3 separate regions of the Mus musculus genome follow, and all the other regions are linked to region 2. A link is a contact called in public HiChIP or PLAC-seq and capture Hi-C data. All regions are on one chromosome and are shown on one strand. The core of a region is the stretch at or near the end of the contact, and the rest is flanking DNA. Distances in the headings are between cores, read along the strand shown.

Region 1 (3,203 bases), core at 450-2,949, 500 kb before region 2:
TGATGGAATGCCTACAGATATGAACTGGAAAAATCTATTCAAGGAGCAATAGCGGTTCACACTTGGGAGTTGATCAGAAATGAAGACTCCCTGGCTCATGGCTGACCTCTTGGCTTTATATTTTAGCAAGGGTCTTGGAGGATTCGTCCTTACATTAAAATTTGGTCTACTCTGACTCAAGAGAAACACTGACAGTGAACTAATAGCATAATTAAATGGCACAGTGACATACGGCATTGTCGCTTTTGCAGATTCTGATTGTGTTGTTTTGTTGCTAGGTCAGGAATCGGTTGCCTTTCCCCCTTCTGACTCTCCAAGCGACTGTTATATGTATCCCCCAAGTCTAAATGAGAGCTAGGAATCCTGCTGAGTACCCACACTTTTGGAAACATGAAGGTTTGAGGTCATGCAGCCAATTGGAACCCAAACTGCTTATGGTAGCCGACGTGATTGCTAGCAGGTGAAATAACTTTTCAATCAAACCACATGACAAATTTGCTAAAGTTCCTGCTTAATCAGATTAAACTATGTGACAATGACATCATTTTACTGTTATGCTAACTTATCTTACTCCTTCCTGATATGAAAGCTCATGTTTTGTATTTTCTGGTGTGGCCTCAGAGTCACTAACCACCCACTGTATTTGCAACTTGTAAATGCTTCTCCTTGCCTACAAGGCACAGGCACACATTTTGCCCTCCCCCCTAACACAGAGTCCTGTTGCTGCTGGGTGAATGAGCCCAGGTTTTCTTGGCAGGAATCACTCTGTGTCCTGATCATTTGGCCCCTAAAAGTGTTAAAAAAAAAAGGGTGGGATCAACAGCTGCTACTTTATGCTTCTGGCTTGCCAAGACGGTAAGACATTTCTAGAAGGCTAGTAATTATAGATGTGAAAAAAAAAAAAGAAGTATTACGGTAATTCTCTTCGAAAGAAGTATGGTTCTGTGTATGCCCAAGGCATATGGCTGTCAGTATCTGGTATTGAGAATGCTTACAGTGTGCTTTTAAATGCTACAAGGAGAAAGAGCTGGTTGCCAGTTGGTGAGGGAAGAAAGAGCTAAGAAAGTCCTGGGTGCCCTGCATGGGGATATATTTAAACATTTGTGGGAAGAAAAGACTCGACATCTGTGTCCTCCCCTGCTAGCCTCTAAATAGCCCTTGAGGTTGTTCCCTTGTAGCTACTGTCCTTTGCCCTGGCTTTGATCAGGTAAACCAGATCATCTTAGGGGTTTGTTGTTTGTTGGTTGGTTTTTATATACTAAAAGGTAGACTGTAAGACAAACGATTCTTGGAATTTTTTTCGTAGACCGTCTATTGCCATTCATAGATGGTAAGTGAACCCTCCACAAGCCCAGACCTGTTTCACCCAGTGCCCGTCCACTGACCCTGTTTGTAAGTTTATGCTGGTAGCTTTGTTCCGCTTACAGATTTGTCATTTTTTTTAACTCTTTATATTCTACCAGTGTAATGAATGATAAGAATGATGGAAACTACTAACAATTATTTTCATGGTTGTTTGCAAATCGAATAAATGGCCGTCTGTTTATGCTTTAAGATTAGTGAGTGCCAGTGGTTTCTCAGTGGATTCTTGCTTGGCTCGCTTCCTTCATTCACTCAATGGGAGTGGGAAGCACCACCAGCCTTTCAGATGCTGTTGGGAGGAGGTGGAAAAGAGTGCATTGTGATTCCTTTATCGAGATTAAGGTCCAGAGGGGTAGTAAGACCATGCTGAAAAAGGTCCGAAGTAATTTTATACACACCAACCAAGCCTACAAAATGCATAACTATAGCCAGATGGTGGTGATACACGCCTTTAATTCCAGCACTCAGGAGACAAAGGCAGGCAGATCTCTGAGTTCAAGGCCAGGCTTGTGTACAGGGCAGGACAGCCAGGGGTACACGGAGAAACAAACAAAGGAAGGAAGGAAGGAAGGAAGGAAGGAAGGAAGGAAGAAGGAAAGGAAAGAAAAAATAGACAACTACATAGTTACAGGTCTTAATTACACTTAGAAAAGTCTCCAGTGTTAGAAATAGGGGAAACACTGTTATATGGACAGGTAAGAGGGTTATTACATTTTTATAATATAATATAATATAATATTTCAATCGCAATTGACAGTACTTTTCAGTTGAACAAATATTAAACAGGGTGCTTAGCTGGAGTCCTGAGGATAAACACCCCACCTGCCCAATCCTCCCAGTTTTCATCTCCATCTGCCCCATCCTGCTTCTTTAAATAGACTTCATTCAGGGAAGACACGGTGTAGGTGGATGTCTTCCTCTGGTGGATCTGGAGGGTTTTTTGGTTTTTTTGTTTTTTTTTTTTTTTTTGGTTTGTTTTGTTTTTTGTTTGTTTTTTTTTACTGCAGATCTTTAAGAGATCTGTCAACATTCAGATATTTAATCTAAAGATCTTTAATCTGAGCTGAGGATGTGGCTCAGAGGGAGAACAAGCTTTGCATACACAAGGCCCTGTGTTCTATCCCTTGTAGGCAAAATAAAATATCCTTGGTGTCATATATGTCTCTTGTTCTTCCTGGCTTCTCTCTGTCACCATCTCTTTTTTGTTAAAAGAATTAGTTTCCCACCCTGCCTCAGTCAACTAATTGGCATTTCTGTTTCCTTTCACTAGGAAAAGATTTACAATGTTTCTAGGTAAAATGAAATAAATGTATATAGTCTGGATTGTTCTCTCTCTCTCTTCCCCTCCCTCCCTCCCTCTCTCTCTCCCTCCCCCCTCCCTTCCTCCCTTCCTCCTTTCTTCCGTTCTTCCTTCTTTCCCTGCATGTATATCTGTGTGAGGGTGCCAGACCCCTTGAACTGGAGTTACAGACAGTCATGAGCTGACACATGGGTGCTGAGAACTAAACCTGGATCCCCCTGAGAGAACAGTTAGTGCTTGCTATCTCTCCACTGGCCTCCCCTCTTAGAAGTTGGAGTTGTGAATCAATTTAGGGCTACAGAACTCTGGACAATGTTGGGATTCTATCATTTTATACTATGTTATATTATATGATTTTTCCTCTGGACCTGTGAATTTTATCCTTTAGCATTCATCTTTAGAAGACTTACCCTCGACGTAGCATCTGTTCAGGGAATGCTTTTGCAGTGTCCACTGAGCAATAATACCTGCAGTTTGGCTCCCATTCAACAGCTGTTTACTGTAAATAGGATTTCAGGGGCTTGCCATGATATAACACATG
Region 2 (3,018 bases), core at 220-2,719:
TCCCCTTCCTCCTCACCTCCTTCTTCTTTCATGACATCTCTATGTGATTTGATGTGTCTATATAGGATCTAAGATCTGCAAGAAAGAGAACAGTGATCTTTTTCTGAGTCTGGCTTATTCTAATTAACGTGAGGATCTCAAGCTGTATCTATTTTTCTTGTAAGCAATACAGTTTCATTCTTCTTTATGGCTGAATCAAATTCCATTGTCATATACACCACATATCCATTATCTATTCATCTGTTGACAGACAACTAGGCTGATTCCTCAAATAGGCTACCAATAAACACAGGCAAGAGTGCCCCCAATAAAAATAGATACTGTATACACACATCGTGAACATAATGCTCAAATGTCACTTCCTCTGTCACACCACCCCTGACTCCCTGAGCCAGATTTAGCAATGTTTTTTCTTCCATATCTTTAGTATACTTTACTGTGTCTAAAAGCAGTTATCAGCCACCAAGAAAATGAAGCAAGATCTTTAAACATCCAAATACAAAACCAGCCTAAGTCAAGGCAATTGCTTCCTGTAGTTTTGGAGTCCCAAGACCTCAAATAGCGCTTGAACACAGTACATGAGTGAATGGCAGACAGAGACTCGGTCTTAGAAATAAATTTAAGTTTCTCTTGAATAAATGGGACTCCAATGAATTTTGCATCAAAAAGGCATGGAACTCCTATAGCACCTATGTATGCATGCTTGAGCGAACATTGCTGTGAGTAGCACCCGTCAGTTTTGCCATCAGTTTTGTGATATCAGTTTCAAATCTCTAGTATAATCCAGTCTCCTCAAAAAGCTAAAACTTATCATTTTTCTGTGACATGGTTAAAGCAAAAACAAACGAAGCAAAAACAAAGAGCGGAGCTGCAAAGGACTTCTGGGCTTACATAGCTTGCAGAGCCCAGCAAGGCAAGAGTTTACCCTGTTCACTCCCATGTCCCCTGTGGAATTATCAAACGACCAGGGAGTGTGGGTGGTAACAAATGAGGAGATTCTTCTCTCTTCCTGTTGAGTCATACCTCCAACCAGAGGAAGTGACCTTAATTTGTGGATAGCTTGTTGTTTGAAATTGGAAGCTACATCACAGCCCTGCTCCTTGTGGCTTTTCCTTCCCAGCTTCATAAATTTCCCTTACATTTGCAGCCAGAGCGAGTTACTTACTGTTTCCCAATCTGGTGTTTGCACAGTACCACAGGCAAAAGTTAATATGTGCTCTGGTTTCCCCAGGGACTCCAGGGCAACAGTTAGGATAGAATTAATCTATCAATGTGGTCTCTAAAAAGCACCTCCAGGCTGGATTCTAGAACAAAAGGCAGAGGGGAACAGGGAAGATCTGTTGGTACCACCATTATCTAAATGGATGCAAATGAAGCCAAATTGAAAATGTCTGGCCTTTAGCGGAGGGATAAGAATCAACAGAGCATCCATTTGCATGTTTTATTGTAATGGTGAATCCAGACACAATGACTGAGCTGGGATACAGGCACCTCAGGAAAGCCATTGAGCCTCACGTTTACTTTCGCTGTCTTGATGGAAGGAGAGAATGGCTAGGCTTTCTGAACATTCATGAGCTTTCAAGCTGGGAGAGCTTGTTGACTGTGTAGGAGAACTTGGCAACGGTGCCAGTGAGCTAGTGAATCCCGCTAGGCATTTTTCCTGTCAGTTTGGGTCAAATGGTGGCTTTTAGGGCTGTGTAACTAACTTTTATTGAACACTAATTCAGGTACAGCACTGAGTTCTTTATATACATTTTATCACTCAAGTCTCCTGGCCCTTGGGTAGAGTCCATCCCCATTTCAACTTTACAAGGAGAAGACAAGTAAATGGGTGAGTCCAGATATAAAAACGCATTTGGCTAATCCCAGAGCCAGAGCTGTGGGCATGTGAAGTCATTACTTTTTCTACTATCAAATCATCTGTTGATTAACTCTTTTCATTCAGTAAAATTTATGGAACAAACCTATCACAAGTTGTTAAGTACCTAGATAGAAGGTAATACAAATATTATCCCAGCTTCCAAGTTCTTGTCTGTAATAAAATGCACTGGAAATAATAAAAAATAATTTTGGTTGTTTTATGAAAGCAGCAGAGGAGGTATTTTCTTGTCATCGTGCTCCTTTTCAGTAACATCCATGTTTCTCCTCCTCTTCCTCCTCCTCCTCCTCCTCATCATCATCATCATCGGGACTCTATTGAATCTTTACTGTGTGGCTGCTACTATACTTATGTCAGAGGTGGTATTAAGGACTGCTGGATCCTGAAGCCTCACATTTTAATAACACATATGTACATGTTCATGTATGTGCATATTTATGTGGGTGCGCAGCATGTGAAAATCAGCAGAACAAAGGATAACCTTGAATGTCCCTCCTCAAGTACTATTCACTTGTTTTGTTTTGTTTTATTTTGTCTTGTTTTGTTTTGTTCGGGGATCTGTAACTGGCCTGGAGCTTGCCAAGCAGGCTGGGCTGGTTGCTCAGTGAGCCCCACAGATCTGGCTATCTCTGAGTGACCAGACCTGGGATTACCAGGCAGTGCCACTGCACCTGGCTTTTGGCACATAGGTTCTGAGGCTTATACTCAAGTCTTTGTGGTTGAAATTGCAAGCACTTTACCAGATGAGCTATCTCCTCTGTTCTTAAAGCCTTATATTTTAGTCAAAGTATCTTCTGAGAATGCTAAAGGCTAAGAAAACAGTGCCTATTTAAAGATTTAAAAAATTATTGTTTGAGAGTGTCATATATATATATATATATATATATATATATATATATATATATATGTCTTGATCAAATCTGCACTGTCTTCCCTCCCCCAACTCCTCCTACACACATCCTACTTTTCTTTCCCAACTTCATATATTCTTTCTTTAAACCCACTGGATATACTTCATGCTACCAGTATGCACATGGGTGCCCCCTGGAGCATAGCACCTTATTAGAAACACATCCCTGAAAAAAGCTGACACTCATTCTACTTCAAAAGCTTTTAATTGCCAATACTCCCTAGCCAGG
Region 3 (3,355 bases), core at 745-3,244, 470 kb before region 2:
GTGACATGGTGCAGGGGAAGGAGACTACTCTGATAACCTGGAGTGTGTTTTTAAAACCTTGGTTTGAATCCTAGCTCTGGGGAAACCACCTTCATTACTCACTAGTCTCTGAAGCAAAGCGCATTGAGGAAAGAGCCAGCCTTGAAATGGAACAGGATTAGGGTGAGATTTACAACTCTGCAGTGTCTGGGAAGGGAAAAGGCAGGCTTCAGATCAGAGTCCACTAGCTTCTCCTGAATCCTTCTCCACTTTGTGTGCGTCTGTGCATCTTGCGGCTGTAATTCCCAAAGCTGGTGGAGAAGTCTGACATGCAGTGTTCTGAGCAAGAACTCAACGCTGGTGATACATGACAGTTGACAACATTGTCCTTAAACTACCTCCTAAAACACCCCATGTCTCATCTGCTCCAGCAGGGGGAGCCAATTATCAAGCTGTTTAATGCACACGAGGAAACAAAAGCATTGGTTTTTGTCTGTAGTCCTCCTAAAACTGGTCTTTGTATGGAATTGTCTTCGAACTCACAGAAGTGCAATTGTAAGAGGTCTGCAAAGGACACGATAAGCTCTGGTCTGATCAAGCCTGAAATTTATTTCCTGGACTTCAGTTTCTGCTTAATGCTCACTACTGTCTTCTATCACACCAATGTGACAACATGCACCTGTGTCTAGCAGGTGGCCCCAAAGAAACCATACATAAGAAATCTGTCTTCTTTCTTCTCAATCATTTTTAAGTGCAACATTAAAATTTGTCCTTTAGAACCATCAAGACGGCTTATCAGGTAAAGGTACCTGCCACCTCGCTTGACCTACACACACACTCACACACTTACACACACACACACACACACACACACACACCTAATAATAAAAAAATGTAATTAAATTTTAACTGTGCTTTATACAAAACTCATGCCAGCTCTAGTTTTTAGATAAGTATCTCAAGAGAGGACTCTCTTGAAGATTCCTTCTTAGACATCAATTTTCAGGTGTCATCACTGATGCCCAATGCACATACAGTGTGCCCACGTTTTCAGTCTTGGGTTTGGCTTAGTGTATGGCCAGATTTCTTCAGAAGTGGGGAATCTTTGACATTATATGTAAAATATCGTATGTGCATAAGTAGTCTGGAGAAATGTGGAGTAGAATTTGGACAAGCTTCTCAAAAGGAGAAGCCAAAAAAAAAAAAAAAAAGACAGAAGAGCTGTTTCTGTGTTAAACCATTACATGTCATTCATGGCTACAGACCACCAACTCCACACAGAGACCCTGGTGCCAATGTTGAAAGAGAAACACTGACAAGAGGTTATCACCTTCTCCCCACTACCTTGCAATTATACTATTTTTTCAGAAAGTTACAGCCTGGGCTAGAACTTAATATTATAATTTAATTTAGGTGTGCCAAAATCCAAAACAGAATCACACATTTCATTCAGTCTTGAGAAATCACAATTGCAAAACACTACCCTGCCAGCCCAGTCCCGGCAGCCATTTGTGTCCCACACAGATCCCTGGTTACCTCAGACTGCACAAAACTGACAGGAACTCGTTCATCTTCCAGCATGCGTCTAGACGCCTTTTGCAAATACATGTAATCAACGAGAGACTTATGGTTGAAGTTTCCTGTGGGTGCCTTGTCTGTTTGATCCTTTTGGATCATCCCCACAGGAAGGTGGGGGTCAGGGGCCATGACTTCCATCTCTGACTGCAGTTCCTTCAGCTCTTCAGGGGATAAGTTGGCTAGGAGTTCGTCTTCATCGAGCTCCTCACTAAGGGTGTCTTCTTGCTCCGAATTCCTGCTGTGCCCCGACATAGTTTACTTTTTTTCTATCTGTTTCTAGATCACCAGAAAAGAAGAAATAATCCAATATGATATATTTTAAAGAAGGAATCAGTATGCAAACACCTCAGTGTCTTCTAATTAACAAATATCTTAGGCCAACCCACCCTTGAGAGATTTTCTCACTCAATGGTGTTGGTTGAGCTGCTGGGAGTGACTATAGCTCAGCTCATGTGGGATCTATATTAAGCAAGGTTTTCTGGGCAGAGTCAAGTTGTGGAACTACTACATGAGTCCCTTTTTGGCAACTTGAGTCATCTGGACAAATCCATCTGACATTTCAGTACAGCTGCTGGGCTAGACAGCGAGTAGCCGGGCTATGGAATCTCTGCAGGAATAAACGCATTCTTTTCTAAAGCCCTCCCACCCCAGGGAGCCCACACCCCATGCTCTAGATCTCCCGGGGAGCCTGCTGCTGCTTATCTAAACAACTCACAAAACATCAGAATGAAAATCCAGCCAGCAAATGCAGTTTCTCCTGGAATAGAAGCGTCGTCCCCTGAAGGTGGCCGGTGAGCTGGGCTTTGCCTGATCTTTCCAGCAGGCTCTGGAAGCCGTGCCTCTGAAGGGAACAGCTCAGGTCTTGCTATGGTATTCACCCCTGTGTAAGTGAACCGGTGCAAGCTGCTCTTATCTGCACCTAGATCCTGTGACCTGACAGATGGGGATAACAAGGCCCTGAATTTCCATGTAAGGGAGAGGGGCCATGTAAGGGGTTTAAAACCATTTATGTCTTTAGTAAGTGTTTATCAAACCTAGCTAAATTAAGATGGCTCTGAAGAGAATGTTTGTAATCATACTGTTGAAATACTGGGAGAAAAGGGACATGAAAAGAGTTTCTTTGTAAACTGTGGGGGAGGGACACTAATTTTTTTCAAATTGCTAACATACATTTATGTTGATCCAACAACCCTACCTTTTGAGGTATATACCTCAGATACACTCCCACCAAGGTGAAAGCACAATTGTATACATTAGCTGGCTACACAAAACTCTAAAACAGTGTGCATGACAGGATAGTCTTGAGACAGTAAGTTAAACAAATGTACATAAATAAAAATAAGAGCCAGGCCAGGTTCTGGATGCCTTTAGTCTCTTTGTACTTGTACTCAGGAGGCAGAGGCAGGCAGATCTCTGTGAGTTCAAGCTCAGCCTGGTTTACATAGCAAGTTCCAGGACAAAAAGGGCTACATAGAGAGACCCTGTCTCCAACACAACCCAAATAGATAAATATAAAAATATCAGTGAGATAGATTATTGAATAATAAATAAGAAACCAAACATTTCACGTGATTTTAGGGAGGGGTATAGGTGTCTAGAGGGCTGGGCTGGAGAAAGGCTTCACCATTATATATTTATATATTTCATATATATTATATTTTTATATTTTTTTCCAGAGACAAGAGTCCTTCTGTGTAGTCCTGGCTGTCCTGGAACTCACTCTGTAGACCAGGCTGGACTTGAACCCAGAGATCTGCCTGCTTCTGCCTCCCAAGTGCTGGAATTAAAGGCGTGTGTC

Evidence for each region. HiChIP or PLAC-seq counts read pairs in DNA pulled down with a chosen protein or histone mark. Capture Hi-C pulls out chosen DNA fragments and counts their contacts.
Region 1: a capture Hi-C map of embryonic stem cells shows a contact between it and region 2, with 2.5 times the contacts expected there. The contact joins two enhancer-like sites. A contact is called at or near these places in 2 of 39 promoter capture datasets (cranial neural crest and hippocampal neurons), 8 of 115 datasets of contacts at active chromatin or transcription factors (astrocytes, bone marrow-derived macrophages, embryonic forebrain and 5 more) and 1 of 9 other capture datasets (embryonic stem cells).
Region 3: a contact with region 2 is called in an H3K27ac HiChIP or PLAC-seq map of embryonic stem cells, with 5 times the contacts expected there. The contact joins the promoter of Lmod3 here to the enhancer-like site in region 2. A contact is called at or near these places in 10 of 39 promoter capture datasets (the 3T3-L1 cell line, 3T3-L1-derived adipocytes, the C10 cell line and 5 more), 1 of 484 Hi-C or Micro-C datasets (embryonic fibroblasts), 2 of 115 datasets of contacts at active chromatin or transcription factors (both in embryonic stem cells) and 3 of 9 other capture datasets (adipose tissue, embryonic stem cells and pancreatic islet).

Annotation. Positions count from the first base shown.
Region 1 is chr6:97,215,627-97,218,829 of GRCm38.p6, forward strand. The region is part of intron 1 of Arl6ip5 (ADP-ribosylation factor-like 6 interacting protein 5); the gene reads left to right. Among named protein-coding and RNA genes, the nearest start is that of Gm52868, 4.6 kb to the right of the region's middle. Within about 2 kb of position 1,700, at least 26 of the 459 cell types and tissues checked have an H3K27ac peak or open chromatin away from gene starts, as enhancers often do. A contact at or near this core is called in embryonic stem cells, where this site is marked.
Region 2 is chr6:97,717,267-97,720,284 of GRCm38.p6, forward strand. No RefSeq gene overlaps it. Among named protein-coding and RNA genes, the nearest start is that of Gm24565, 12 kb to the right of the region's middle. Within about 2 kb of position 1,470, at least 17 of the 459 cell types and tissues checked have an H3K27ac peak or open chromatin away from gene starts, as enhancers often do. A contact at or near this core is called in embryonic stem cells and trophoblast stem cells, where this site is marked.
Region 3 is chr6:97,250,763-97,254,117 of GRCm38.p6, forward strand. Lmod3 (leiomodin 3 (fetal)) reads right to left here and starts at 1,995. Exons shown (of 3, transcript NM_001081157.2): 1 at 1,516-1,995. The coding sequence starts at 1,809. Gm32191 (a long non-coding RNA gene) reads left to right here and starts at 2,142. Exons shown (of 4, transcript XR_869294.2): 1 at 2,142-2,348.